2 separate regions of the Zea mays genome follow, and region 2 is linked to region 1. Evidence: chromatin contacts called from public Hi-C data. All regions are on one chromosome and are shown on one strand. Each heading gives the region's core, a stretch centred on a gene start, on an enhancer-like site or on the middle of the called end of the contact. The rest is flanking DNA. Distances are from core to core; before and after follow the strand shown.

Region 1 (4,272 bases), core at 671-3,170:
CATTTTTATGTTTAATTAGATTGGATTTTAGAAGATATTAAAACATTTGTACCTCTAAATAATTTATTATACAAAAGAAATTTTAGTTAAACTTCAGATATTTTGAATCTTTTTAAATAAAATAACTTATCGTTTCGAAGAGTGAGAGGAAGTACTCTATGACAGGGAAGTATAGTTTTGGTACTGCATCAGTATCTTTCTTTTGCAGAAGAGAGGATAATGGTCCAGTATAGTCTCTTTGTGATTTGTCATTAACCATTTTTTTCTCTGTTGATATATATACAAATGATTTAAAACTTGTACTACCTCCGTTCTCGATTATTTATCGTTGGTTAGTTTTATTTTTGAACTAAACCGCGACAAATAAAAAAATGGAGGGAGTACTCAGAAGTACATGCCGAATCATAGTACGAGAGAACATGTCTTGCATCTATACTTTAACGATAATAGACTTCTCAATAAAGGAAGTAAACTGGAATCTTGTTAGAGAAGGGTGGGAGGGTGGGTTTGGGTGTTAAACTTCTAATAGGATGTTCTACTTCTATACGTAGGCATCTATACTTTAACAATAATAGACTTCTCAATAAAGGAAGTAAACTGGAATCTTGTTAGAGAAGTGAGTTCTCGAATATTTATCGCCGACTAGTTTATTTTTGAACTAAACCGCGACAAAAAAAAATGGAGAGAGTACTCAGAAGTACATGTCGAATCATAGTTTGAGAGAACAGGTCTTGCATCTATACTTTAATGATAATAGACTTCTCAATAAAGGAAGTAAACTGGAATCTTGTTAGAGAAGGGTGGGAGGGTGGGTTTGGGTTTGGGTGTTAAACTTCTAATTGGATGTTCTACTTCTATACGTAGGCATCTATACTTTAACAATAATAGACTTCTCAATAAAGGAAGTAAACTGGAATCTTGTTAGAGAAGTGAGTTCTCGAATATTTATCGCCGACTAGTTTATTTTTGAACTAAACCGCGACAAATAAAAAAATGGAGAGAGTACTCAGAAGTACATGTCGAATCATAGTTTGAGAGAACAGGTCTTGCATCTATACTTTAATGATAATAGACTTCTCAATAAAGGAAGTAAACTGGAATTTTGTTAGAGAAGGGTGGGAGGGTGGGTTTGGGTTTGGGTGTTAAACTTCTAATTGGATGTTCTACTTCTATACGTAGGCATCTATACTTTAACGATAATAGACTTCTCAGTAAAGGAAGTAAACTGGAATCTTGTTAAAGAAGGGGGGGTGGGTGGGTTTGGGTGTTAAACTTCTAATTGGATGTTCTACTTCTACACGTAGGATTTCACTATGTTTTATTATTATTATTGTGGTTATTATTGTTATTATCGTCGTCGTCATTATTATTATTATTATTATTATTATTATTGTTATTATTATTATTATTATTATTATTATTATTATTATTATTATTATTATTATTATCATTAGTCCATTAGTTTAGTGAGTATCAAATGAGTAAACATAGCTTGAGGTGCAAACCAATAATTTGGTGCAAATTGTGCAAATCAATATGTTGTTGGAAGTGGAGGATGTATTTGAAAATATACTAGGGAGGTGGAAGGATTGTTTTGAAAGCTAATGCACGGTGACAGGTTGTTTTGAATTTTTTTTATAACTGCTTGCACAATTTACACAAAGTTTGGTTTGCAGCTGATGCGTTCCCTTTTAAAAGAGTAAAATAAGGGTACACAGATCGTCGTTCCGCAGCGATAGAAATACAAACCGTGTGCTGCATCCAAAGGGAAAATTGCAAACGTGCAAATCGTTTTGAACTGAGCCCGCCAACACAAGGCCCACTGAACGCTGCGTCCCGATGGGCCGTTCACACGTTCACGGCTGGGCCCGACTAACCGCACGGGTCGCCGTCGGAGCTCGGCGAATCTGCGCAGACGACGAGTGAGCGCGATGGAGGCGGCGCTGCGCGGGATCAGGGCCAAGCTGACGGAGCACCGGGAGAAGGTGATCAGCGGTCTGCTGCTGGGCTCGGCGGTGGCGCTGGGGTGGAAGTCGTCGGAGCAGCAGCGCGAGATCCAGAGCCTGTTGGCCGAGAAGAGCTCTCTCCGAGCCACCAACGCCTCTATGTCCGCCGCCATGTGGGCCTGGCGGGAGGAGCTCTTCGCCCTCGCCGCCGCGCCCTCCTCCCCCATTTCCGCGTCCCGGCTCCGCCACATCTACGGCGAGGAGGAGCCCGCGCCGCTCGCGCCCGCGCCCGCGCCGCCAGGTAATGTGATCCAGTATGTCGAAGTGCCGCAGTGTTATGATTAGCGTGCTATATAATTCGATTCTGTATATATATATTTTTTGTCTTGTAGAGCTAGAGCATAGTAGTACTCCGATGAAATTTCCCGTTTGATTGGCACCGAAACGTATACTAGTTGCGATTTAGTACCCCATTTAGTTTGCAATCTCGTACATACGAATTGTTATACGATCTGGTAGGTCGTCGAAATGCCACTAATCTAGTGCGATTTCGCTGTTCTAACTGTGGAGGTTATGCTCTTGCACCTGACTTGCCAAGGTGCTTTGCTGCACTAGTATACTATGATTGTGATTATCTTTACTGTACTGAATTTACAATTTCCTGTGTGAAGAGTGGAGGGACTTAAACAGCACATCATATAGTGTCAAAATTATAATCTGGAAATCAGTTTGTGGGTTGCACACTTGCTCTCCTGGAACCATATTTTAGAGAATTGCTTATAATGTTTTTACACTTTTTCCATTTGATAATGCATACCATTTTATCCATTTGAAGTTCCCTGTCCAATTAGTATTAATTTATTCCAGGATTCTGTTGCAAAAAAATGCTTATGCTATACTACCATATTGAATGAGATTACACAATAAGCACTAAATATACGTCAAGGTTTTTTTTGTAGCCGCAATTCTGCAAATGTGTGGTTATGCTCTTTTCCTTGTTCATGTATCAGGCATCTCAATCACATTGTACTAATGGTCTAATACTGGTACTTGATAACGAGGATGCGAAGAACAAATTTATTCTATGTCAGAACAATTCATCGTCATAGTTGAATTTACCATCCAGTCCATAATCTCAATGGTAGATGTTCTGGTTTTTCATGTTCTCCGTGTTTTCATTGGAGGCGTGGAGTATGCATTCTGTTCTTCTATTAACAAGGTATTATGATTTATGAATCCACAGTTTGTCCACCAAAGCACCAACCATGCCTTAATCTGTACATGTTGGCATGGCTTTACCACCAGAGTCCCTTAACAAATAACAAGTGTGTGCAGTGAGGGTGATTCTGTCTCCCCTTCCCAATTCTTGAACTAGAATTCTTCGGGTCACAGAATCACACCTGTGTTTTTATTCGCAAAACAAAAGCATCGCATCTACGTTGCTCGTGGCAAGTAATCGCGAAAAAATGATCAGCTCACTGAATCTCGCATCTGAATTTCGAATGCATCGTGGCTAGAATAAAACCCTTGGCCTTTTTTTTCAATGTGCAGGAGCAAATGATGGGAAGGAAGAGGAACCGATCTCCATAGCCTGAACTCTTTCCGCACTTTTTTCCAGTCGAGCGTGTGCCGTCCGTGTACAGCATGGCCGGCTCCCTGAAGGCTAGGAGGATGCTTTGCTAGATAATCACGAGTACCTGTGCGCTGAATCGCAAATAATTTTCATGGACCTCACCTAACGAAAGGAACAGTGGAGCTGTACCGTTACCGTGGACTGACATAAAGTCCAGTCACAGTCAATGTTATATTTCGGTGCTGCTACTATGATGATGATGAGCTTCAGGCTCTAGATTTTTTTTTTGTCTACTTCAGATGCTGTGCTTCAAGCAAAGTCGAGTGCCAAATGGACAAGGGAATAGACAACAAAACGTACACGATTTGAGATGAACGTGCCAGCCGCCGTGCAGGAAACGACGAAGCTGCAGGCATAACTGTGCTTGTCTGCAAATGTTTTGCATCGTCTTTTAGCATAAAAATAACTCATAAGACAGTCTCCAACAGGCTATCCTGTTTTATCTTTTATTTTAAACTGTGCTCTGTAAAGCCGTGTAGTCTGAAATGTAAGATAATATTTTACATAGAACATAGTCTGCTTGGCACAGTCTAAAGCAGTGAAAGTAGGCGCTTCGTATATCATGAGAATTAACAGGGAAACGCTAACTGTTTTAATTTTGCATGGTTGAGAGCACAAAAGGATGACAACATGCGCGCTCAGCCTGTGAAATACCGAAGGAGAGGAGGCTTCAACTGCAACGCGTTCAAAAAA
Region 2 (4,526 bases), core at 1,263-3,762, 150 kb before region 1:
CTGATACTAGAGCATCAAACGAGTCTTGAATACTCCCTCCGTTTCGTTTTAGTTGTCGCCGGATAGTGCAAAATTGCACTATCCGGCGACAACTAAAACGAAACGGAGGGAGTAATAAAAAAAATGCTTACCAGCACAGAGCATCCCCGCTGCGTGCGGTTTTCTCGGAGAACCAGTCTGGAACGAGCTCCTTCAACAGCGTCAGATGCCCCTCAACTTCACCTACACAAGCATCCATCCATTCACGACGCGTCAGAATCGTTGCAAAAAAAGGATGTTAAGGCAACATCAGAGGGAGAGAGAGGAAAAAAACGTATGGAGATAAAAGTTGACGCGTACTTCTGTCAGCTATCTTAGGACTGCTCGCGATGATCTTGTGGACTAGCTCCTGCTTTGTCATCACTGACCGCTGCCTCGACTGGTAGATGAGGAACACGACGTCGAAGGTGCTGGGCAGGGAGGCGATCAGCTTCTGCCTTCTGACCTGATCGGCGAAACCGGATTCTTTCTCTACCAAAGCCCTGTCTTCCTTCTCCTTCACCTGTAAGCAGTAGCACACATGTTACTCTCTGTTCATATAACACACCAGACAGTCAACTGAGAAACCGTTCTAGGTATCAGCAGGGGCTTACCGACTGAAGGAGGGACTGTGGAAGGAAGCTGAGCAAGTCGTCGTCGGCGCTAGCGCCAGATACGCTTGCGCTTTGGCTCTCTCCACCCGTACTGTTATTCTTTGTTGGAGTGGTAAACAGCTTCGCGCGAGCTGATCTCTTCGCCGTTCTCAGAGGCGGGGTATCATAACCTGTGGCAGAGATTGGTCTCTTTGGCGTCTTGAGGCCTGGCGTAGGCGCCATTAGCCTCGCTGGTGTGGAGGCAAACTTTGCAGGGGTGTTTTCTGAAACACCGGACTTGCAGAAGTCTTCTTTGGCACTTGATGATTTTTCATCACCACAAGTGCTGCCAGAATCAACACAGCCAAAGAGGGAGTTTCTGCTCAGTGGTGATGGAGCAGTGGAAGCAGCCTTCACCAGTGGACTGGGTGCACTGGCTGTTGCAGAGCCGATCGGAGATCTCTGCGAGAACCTCCTCTTGAACGACTGTGACATGTGCGACATCACAGCAGCGGTCTGCTGCTGTCCATTGACATCAGATGGCTTGAGTGGGGACGAAGATTCAGGAGCAGTCCTTTGTTCGTCCTGGGGCAAGCTCGATCTCGCTCGGTTGAATGGGTGTGGCAGCTCGTGCTCTGGAATGTCATCTCCCTGAAATTAACAACAGAGGCAATGTTATTACAGTCTTCATCTGATTAGAAGGAAAAAAACAGCCTTGAACTTCTGACAAAGCAGTAACCAAGTGTTAAGAATAGCAGTTTCCTTACCTCAGGGTGCTCCCTGTAGAATTCCACGAGCCTCTGCCTAAAGGTCCTTCTTAATGCCAGGTATGCAGTTTCTCCCTTTTGCTTAAGGACGTTCTCAACAGCACCAACTAGGAGGTTCACCTGAAGATCAGGGTACATGCAGCATGTCGTGTCGTCACGCAAAAGGATCTTGTTGATGACGATCGCCTCTGGCATTATGTACTTGAGCTGTGCAAGATGGCTGTGGGTAAATCTCCTGTGGGCAGTCACAGAATTAGGAAACTCGTTAATACAGCAATCCAGCGCTGTAGTTTAATGTATGAGTATTTGTGAACAAGATTTATACCGCTCGGTCAAATTCTGAATGCTAGAACAGATGTTGGGGAACGTGGCCTTGGACCCCTTCATACGGAGCAGTCGGGTAGAGCTCTCCAGGCAGTTGAAGAACTCGAAGAGCATCTCATAACTGCAATAACAGTGAAGATATGTCATCACCAAAGAATCATATCGCCTAACAGTGAAGAATTATTCGTGGTTTTAGTATCTAGATGTTCTATTACATAAATTCGCTACTAGGTGCTAGACTTCAGATTGGGGAAAAGGTAAAGTAAGCGTTGCTAGATGCCTAGATACTAATACGAAATCTGCAAGCGGTTCGATTTTCAAGCACAAACCAGATCTGGAATCACATCGGGGGACAGAGATCTTTACCTCTCCGGCAGCTTGACCTCCGCCTTGCGCTTGACGGGACTCCGGCCAGCCCCGGCGCCAACACCGAGCTCCCGCTCGACGGACTCGAGATCATCCTCCACCGCCGCCTCGGCCTGCGCCGCGGGCCGCCGCAGCCCGAGCGCCGCCCGGCGGATCTCCTTGACGGAGAACGCCACGCTGCGGCCGCGCGCCCTCGGCATCTCCTCCGGCTTCTCCGGCGTCGGGATCTGCTCGAACGCCGCCGCCGGCGTCATCTTCTTCGCGGCCTTATCCGGCGTCCGGACCTCGTCCGCCAGAGCGGCGGCCTCCCGCAGCTTGCGCGGCGGCGGCGCGGCCGTCGTCTTGGCCTTCTTGGATGGCGGGGTGGCGTCCATCTCAATCTTGAGAGGGCGAAGGCGACTGCGGTGTCTCGGTGAGTGGTGGTTTGGGTCGGGGATTAACGACTGAGGGAACAAGATAAGGACGGTGGATATATACGGCGGGTTACCAGGTGGGAGATGGCGCGAAGATCTGGCGGGAACAAGCTGGCGCCAAGGCCTGGCGGGAACGGAGATGGCGCGAAGAGGTGTGGGCGAGGCCACGTGGGCAAGCGAGTTGGGAGGCGTTCGCGCCAAGATTAGGCTGGCATATATCGGGGTCACGTTGGCGGCTGCTCTAGTGCATACTGTATATTTTATTGTTAAGCTATATTTACCTTAACATTACATCATCTTTTCTTTTATAACATAAAATAAAATATTTTCCTGAACATAAACAATATATTTCATAAATAAACTCTACTTTATACGTTGAATTTCAGGATTTAAAAAATAATTTTTTAAAACATTTTGAAGTTCAAAAGGTTAATAACAGTTAGTTGATGTGGTGCACGTGTGACTTGGGATGGATTTAGATACTTATTCGGATAAACACATAAATTTTTGCTATGTAAATTTATATTATTATTTTTAGTATTGAATCTATTATTTTTTATAAAAAGTAAACACTGAATTTGTTCTATATTTTTAATACTTGATATAAAATTTGGATACCTATCTGGATACAGATTAGATGTTTCTATTTTTGTTGCATAGAGAAAATAATACATACATAAATTTATATAGAAATTTATTATTATACTTCGTAATATTATTAATATCTATATTAAAATATTAGATACATCCCTAATGTGGACCAATAAAAACTATATCACTAAAGTCGATCAATTATGGTTAGTATCGACCGAACAAATCGTATCAGATCCAGCAATTAGACGATCAAACCAATCAACATTGAGACCGACATGATCGGTATCGGCGTCTGTTCAAACGTCCAGAGCTAGCAGCGTTGTTTTTTCTTTTAATGTTAATTACCATTTTTTTTATCAAATCCAAAATATTTTTAGAATCAAAGTTAAAATGTTGATTTTGAATTTATGGTCAAATTTATATCACACCTATATTATAAACTTTCACATTAGGATAGAGTATCTCTAACAAGGTACCTCAAAATAGTGACTTAAAAATTAAAATATTGCGTCATTTAAAGTGCAATTAGAGTATTGCATCATTTAAAGTGATTAGAACATTAAAAACAAATTGAGCTCTATCAATTAAACTCTAATCATGTAGTTTAAGGAATAAATTATATTATTAGAAAAAAAGGTTATGGATAATATAGATAGGTCACTACTAGAGCCATTTTTTATTAATCAAGATATGGTCCTGATTCAATTGAATCATTGTTGGAGATGATATTAGAGGCAAAATTGCAAACAATTTATAAAAGGAGAGTACAGAGGCAAAGAATCCGACATTCATTTTAGATATTTAAAACGACAACAACAAAAATCTTTTAGAATAGGCTAGAGTTGAAACTCAACAAAAGCCAAAAACTAAGGTTCATACAGCCGTTTCTCATACGCTCATATTAAGACAATCTTTTAAGTACGTTCAAATATTTAAGAGCTGCATAGAATCCCTGGTCACTACTACAAAGGAAGATTAAACTTCTTGTTCATTTCAAGGATAACATCCCCAAATATCTCACAGCCTTGCACGTTCTTATCCCAGTTTAACAACCTATTATGAAGATCAATCACAAAATCTTTATCTTGATTTGGCTGTTCCAACGTCTTAAATAATGACTTCACGCACTTGAGCAGGTATGGGCCTGTCTTGTTTCTGAGTTGGCTGACAAAACTATGACATTTATCTTCGCAATCAAATATCAATGGGGCCATATCCTCAACTACGTCAAGCCAGCCAAAGATGAGATATGCTCCAGTCAATGCCCATCTCTCAGCAGTACCAATGCAGCTGCCTAAGAAACCATCATTAGTGGCATCATCTTTTGTTTTTACTCGTGCTCCATTTGACTCCAGAACCTGCCCAGTGCTTGTGTAGCGCAGGAGGATGTCACAGTTCTGCTCGTTAACACAACTAGGTGATACAAGCAATACTCCCAAAGGAATCCACTG

What was found. A called contact is a pair of places that touch in the nucleus more often than the background predicts.
Region 2: a contact with region 1 is called in a Hi-C map of leaf, with 7 times the contacts expected there. The contact joins the promoter of LOC103638085 here to the promoter of LOC100276867 in region 1. A contact is called at or near these places in 3 of 25 Hi-C or Micro-C datasets (ear and leaf).

The regions. Positions count from the first base shown.
Region 1 is chr9:21,190,082-21,194,353 of Zm-B73-REFERENCE-NAM-5.0, reverse strand. LOC100276867 reads left to right here and starts at 1,920. Exons shown (of 2, transcript NM_001150571.1): 1 at 1,920-2,247; 2 at 3,498-4,083. The coding sequence starts at 1,932. The coding sequence ends at 3,541.
Region 2 is chr9:21,337,864-21,342,389 of Zm-B73-REFERENCE-NAM-5.0, reverse strand. LOC103638085 (CDT1-like protein a, chloroplastic) reads right to left here and starts at 2,512. Exons shown (of 7, transcript XM_008661075.4): 1 at 2,069-2,512; 2 at 1,704-1,823; 3 at 1,379-1,613; 4 at 633-1,262; 5 at 340-541; 6 at 132-222. The coding sequence starts at 2,442. It overlaps LOC103638084, which reads right to left. Exons shown (of 6, transcript XM_008661073.4): 6 at 3,876-4,526.